2 separate regions of the Mus musculus genome follow, and region 1 is linked to region 2. The links are chromatin contacts, called in public Hi-C maps. All regions are on one chromosome and are shown on one strand. The core of a region is the stretch at or near the end of the contact, and the rest is flanking DNA. Distances in the headings are between cores, read along the strand shown. Region 1 has its middle 66 kb from the start of Gm25935. Region 2 holds the start of Adcyap1 (adenylate cyclase activating polypeptide 1).

Evidence for each region. A called contact is a pair of places that touch in the nucleus more often than the background predicts.
Region 1: a contact with region 2 is called in a Hi-C map of cerebellum, with 2.1 times the contacts expected there. The contact joins the enhancer-like site here to the promoter of Adcyap1 in region 2. A contact is called at or near these places in 4 of 484 Hi-C or Micro-C datasets (cerebellum, embryonic fibroblasts and embryonic stem cells) and 5 of 115 datasets of contacts at active chromatin or transcription factors (a beta-TC-6 cell line, differentiating embryonic stem cells, embryonic hindbrain and 2 more).

What each region holds. Positions count from the first base shown.
Region 1 is chr17:93,311,664-93,314,363 of GRCm38.p6, forward strand. No RefSeq gene overlaps it. Among named protein-coding and RNA genes, the nearest start is that of Gm25935, 66 kb to the left of the region's middle. Within about 2 kb of position 1,373, at least 13 of the 459 cell types and tissues checked have an H3K27ac peak or open chromatin away from gene starts, as enhancers often do. A contact at or near this core is called in cerebellum, where this site is marked.
Region 2 is chr17:93,197,863-93,200,562 of GRCm38.p6, forward strand. Adcyap1 (adenylate cyclase activating polypeptide 1) reads left to right here and starts at 1,306. Exons shown (of 5, transcript NM_009625.3): 1 at 1,306-1,760; 2 at 2,151-2,258. The coding sequence starts at 2,152. The region is part of intron 1 of Gm32465 (a long non-coding RNA gene); the gene reads right to left.

The DNA of each region.
Region 1 (2,700 bases), core at 123-2,622, 110 kb after region 2:
TGAGTGAAGGGAAATGATATAAAGGAAACAAACAATAAAAAGAGCATGTTAGAAACAAAAAGAAAAACAATTTTTTTGCCTATTTCCTCTCACGTTGAGCCTGGACTTGTGTGTGTGTGTGTGTGTGTGTGTGTGTGTGTGTGTGTGTGTGTGTGTGTGTGTGATATAAGAGCAGACAGAGGATGGAGAACAAGAGAATGAAAAGGTGGGAATATAAAGATAATACAAGCTGTATATATGAAAGTGCGAAAAACTGTTATTAAAAATCAACAAGAAAATGAAGAAAGCTGCTTTTCTCATCAATTTTATTATGGTATTTATTAACTAGAATATTGAGTCATTGTAATTCATAGTCTGCTCTGTATAAAAACTCTATAAATTCATCTGCTGCTTTGAACTAAAGAATGTGAAGAAAACGGTCTGCATAGAAACTTAAATAGAAGACTAAAAATTCACAATGGATTTGTTTCAGTGACTATTATTCGGGATATTTTCTTTACTAAAATAATAGGCAACGTCCTGTGAATTTGCCTTTTACTAGTTAATGGTTTGAACTGCTGGCATGTTTGTATTGTGAAACCTAGTCTCATGATTCGATCCACCACATGAAAAACATAAAGACCAGTTCAACCTAGGAGATAATCAATTTTTCATGCTCATTATCATTTAGATGAGTCTCTTGTAAGGGAAGGGCTGCAGCATGACCCATTTTAATGCTGAGTAACACCCCTTCCTCTCAGGGTGGCCTTATATGCTTCCTGTAGCTGGTGTAAATGCTCCTGTAAAACTGTTTGTATCTCTAATTGCAGAGTAGGGAGAAAGCCGAAAGGAAACTTGTAAAAACAAAATGAAATACAGAGAAATGATGAAAATTAATGGATGGGAAACTCTTTAGTTTCTTCAGTGTTTCTAACTATATGGCTTCTCCTATCCTGGAGGAAAAGGAAGAACATTCAGCACTTAGGTATTTTATTAAAACTTTTATATCTCAACACTATTTAGATACATTTTAATTCTTCCTTTAATTTCTGAAAACAGAAAGACATTGATATTTCTGGAAAGTGCAATGAAAACAAACTCAGCTACAGTGGTTGCAGCAGTTAGGGCCCAAGGCTGAACACCCAACGAACTCAGGACAAGGCTTTATCTGGGTAACTCAGAGACTCTCCTATTGAAGGGTAGATAGTCCTATTACAAATTGGGGTGTGTGTGTGTGTGTGTGTGTGTGTGTGTGAATTGATTAGTTAACAAGGTTATAGGACTATTCTGAGTAATTTCCTCTTTATTCTGACAGTTGGGAAAGGTGCTAATGGATGCGTTGCTTAAGGAATAGATTCGCAAAGCACAGTGGTTGTGCTCTACTCTGATTAAAAATAGCTTTGACTTTTGGCTCTTGCTATGAGGCCCACAAGCTTAGATTCATATTGTCTCTCTTACTGTGAACTCATATTGAACTTCTCCCTAGGGATTACCCAGCAGAATGTGTGCATGTAGTAGTAGCATATGCCCTGATGTCATAAGGATATGCCCATCCAATGAATGATGAAGCAGAAGAAATGACTTTTTAGATCTGTGACATCTGAACTTGAGGACTTAGAAATATCATCAGCTTTCCCCAATATCAGATCAGATTATTTTTAGCATAGAAAGTATTCTTTTCACCATAGAAGCCACTGACAGTGATAAGATGATTTCCAAGTTTGTACACAGCAGAGGAAGAGCTGGGCTAATGTGCCCAGCTTCTATCTCAGTGCCGCTCATTAGAAAGACAATGCTAACCAGCTGTCCCCTGGAGTTCAGAAAAAGAAAGATCCAATTAACTGGCCATCTTCCACCTGGTTCCAGATTTAGCCAGCTCCTTAGGAGCCTGTAAGAGCAGCCAGCATGCATGAATTTTCATTATTAAATGCAAGCTAGGGGGTGAGGGGCGGTGGGCTGGACCAACATTTTCTGAAATATCTTGGAGAGTGATAAGTACTGCCCTCTGAACTTGATTATCAGGAAAGGCAGAGATTTCACCAGATACTGACTTAAAACTGTTCCTTATTGTGAATATCATGGGCATGTGAAGCCAGAAATACAATACGTTTCTATGAATGCAGGCACAGAACGACCGTGAAATGTGGTGTATTTAGCTGAGCCTTTTTTTCCTCTTCGGTAAGAGTGAGATTTAGAATGTGAAGCTTCTTTCAACTCTCTTGTAACTAACCATTCACCTGTATTTGGAACATTAAGATTTCACAGGAACTCATTACTCAATCTTTCCTTTGTGAATCTGTCAAAAATACCATGATTAACTCAAAATAAAAGGCAATGTCTAGAGCCCTACAGTCGTCAGTCTTCCATCTTTTAAAAGTCAAGCACATAATTGTTTCTTGACCATTTAGGCTCAGGAATAGAGCATCTTGTGATGTGACTCCTGGAAATGCTTCAGGCCCTATGCGTTCCTGGAGTAACACCCCATTCTCAATAGAGCCATCAATAAAGCAATCATTCCTCAGCAGCAAAGACTGAAAAATCTGCTGTATTACACTTTCCAATCTCTTCAAAATCACATTTAAAAAAATCCATTTTGTTGCAAGATGACCAATCTCATCTGATTTATAAGCTGTGGCCTCGGAGGAAATAGGGAAGGCTTGGAGTTGAAACCAGGGAACAAATGTGCCAGCAGGAAACAGACACTTCCTGCATTTCGAGTTT
Region 2 (2,700 bases), core at 56-2,555:
ATCTTTTCTCATTGCTTTCTTCTTTTCATTTTATTTTTAGTTAAAAATATTAACTATCCCCCAGGGAAGGGTTCCTGGTAGCAACCTTTATCAAGACAACTTGTGCAGGGAATCCTCCTGCATTCCGAGTCTATATTTCCCTAAACAGAATTCAACATGTAAGAGAAATTCAAGAGACACACGTCACACCCTCACAATCTTAAATTTTCAATTATTGCAGAAAACACAGTGACATGGTTTCAATTTTTAAAACTAGTAAGAGCCACGGAGAGTGTGAAAGTGTGTAGACAGGAAAGGTAAAGATCCATCTGAATACTAGGACTAACTCAGAAGAAAAAGCTTTGCACTGAGGCAGGGATTAAGCAGGTTCTGAGCACTGGGACATTCGTGGACACAGAATCCAAGGGAAGATTAATATGAACAGCGGGGTGATTTAGACAATGAACTCCCACAGTAAGAGCACCACTGCCAAAGCTTCAAATTTAGAGGCTGTGGTGAAAATTAAACCAGTGGCAAATTTCAACATTTGCAGCATCTGCGCCCAAATAGTTCAGCACCAAGAGCCTGGACAGCACCACAGGCTCTCATCCTAGTCTCATCCATCAATCTATTCAGAGACAGACTGTCAACCCAGCCAGACTCATTAGATATTTACTGAAAATCCTTATAATTCTTTCCTTTAAAACACAAAACGACTTCCATGTTTAGTAGCCTATTTGAAAAAGCATATGCAAGGAATTGAGAGATCAAAATTAAAATTATTAATAGGAGATCTTGATGGTGCTTAAATCTAGAGATCAGAGTTGTCATTGGTGGGGGTTGAGTGAAAATTAAGAAAAATTAGGGACTCAATAAAAACATGACTTCACCATTCTCTAAATTCTACGAGTTCTTTACTTGTCTTTGAGAAATCAGTGAAATCGAAAACCATCAAAATAATTGGACTTCTTAAAAATTGGATTGTGTGAGTGAAAGGTGTTTATCAGAAGCGGATGACTCCGGATCTTATCATCCTGGAGGACTGCACAGAATAGTTAATATGTTCCTTGAGGGACTAGGATGCTGACGTCTTTTACTGATACCGGATCATTACGTGACTGGGGGAGAAAAAAAAGGAAGTCATATCATGAATAAAAATCGGAGTGCAACAGTGCAACCAAAATATTCTGTACTTGAAGGCAGAAAGATGTTGACAAAGAGGTGTCTCCTGAAACCACGTTCGGACAGCTTATTTTGTTAACTGCATATATAAAAACGAGCAGAAGGCCAGTCACCTCTGTCAGCAGCAGAAGCAGCAGCATCTTCAGACGCAGCCTGAGACCTCAGAGCAGAGAAGGTGCCTCCGACTCCCGACTTCCGCAAGCTGCCAGATAGTCTCCCACAGAGGCCATCTTCCCTCTCCCCCCCCCCCCCACTGACTTTTCCTCTTTTCTTACCCATTAGCTTCTTCTCCCGGTGGACTTAAGTCCACTCTGCTCCCCCTCCCTTTGGCTGCTCGCCTACTCTCTCTTCTACATCTCTCTCCTCGCCCACTTCCTTCGGTGTCACGCTCCCTCCTAGTTTTGTGCGTCTACAAAGTTTTGAGCGGAATTTTAGCCTCGGCAAACAAGTCTCCCCAGCTCCTTCAGCTAATTCCCGCGGCTTCTCTCCAGACACCAGCTCCAGACAGTGACTGATGCTTCTCGGGTTGTGATTCCAGCGCAGAAACTCGAAGGAGCCTTTGCCCGCTGTCCTACTTAGTCAACCCTTTCCTAGACACCGTAAGAGTCTAATAATAAGGGGTTTGTGTGTGTGTGTGTGTGTGTGTGTGTGTGTGTGTGTGTGTGTGTGTGTGTGTTGGGATTCTTAGCATACTAACCGATTGATTGACTACAGGCTCCCTCCTTGTGCTGCCAGCAGCATCAGTGTATTAGTTAGCCTTCTTTAGTTCAAGGTCTGGCTAGTTACTGGGTGCTGGGCACACACAAAGCTATTTTTTCGAACTATACCAAGAGAGAAGTAGTTGGACGCCCCAGCGTGGCTAACTGGTGTTTAACACAGGGAGTCACAGTTTCACTGGCTCCCCAGCTCCCAAGAGTTTCTTCGGGTTAGAAGGTAGAAAGCCAGGAGCGATTTCACTCACTGCATACCCTCTTTCCTCTCCTGCGCAGAATGACCATGTGTAGCGGAGCAAGGCTGGCCCTGCTGGTGTATGGGATAATAATGCATAGCAGTGTCTCCTGTTCACCTGCCGCCGGACTCAGCTTCCCTGGGATCAGGTAAGTGCTTCCCTAATATAAGTTAGGTTTTCCCTTAGCCAGACACCCACTTTGGTCACCTCCCTGCAGATCTGGATGTCAGGCTCCTAAACATCGCTTCCTGAGCACCTAGGCATTTCTACAGCCTTTGGTTAGGTGGACCCCTTTGGGTCCCTAGCTAAGCCTGAGGATCAGACAGGCTCTAGTACAGCCACAGACTCCCTCCTTACTCACCAGTGGAGCCCAGGGACTCAGGTAAAGAGAGTGAGTTTCCTATCTTTGTAGAAATCTTCCCTGTGAAGGTGGCAGGGTGCGCCCCCCTTCCGGCTTAGCTTTTCTTTCTTTCTTTCTTTTTTTCTTTTTCTACCTATTCTTTGAGTAAGTTGGCAAACTTCAGTTCCCAGATCAAAGCCCGGGGCGGGGGTGAGAGTGATGCTCTCCCCACTTTGCTTTGTTACTGCCT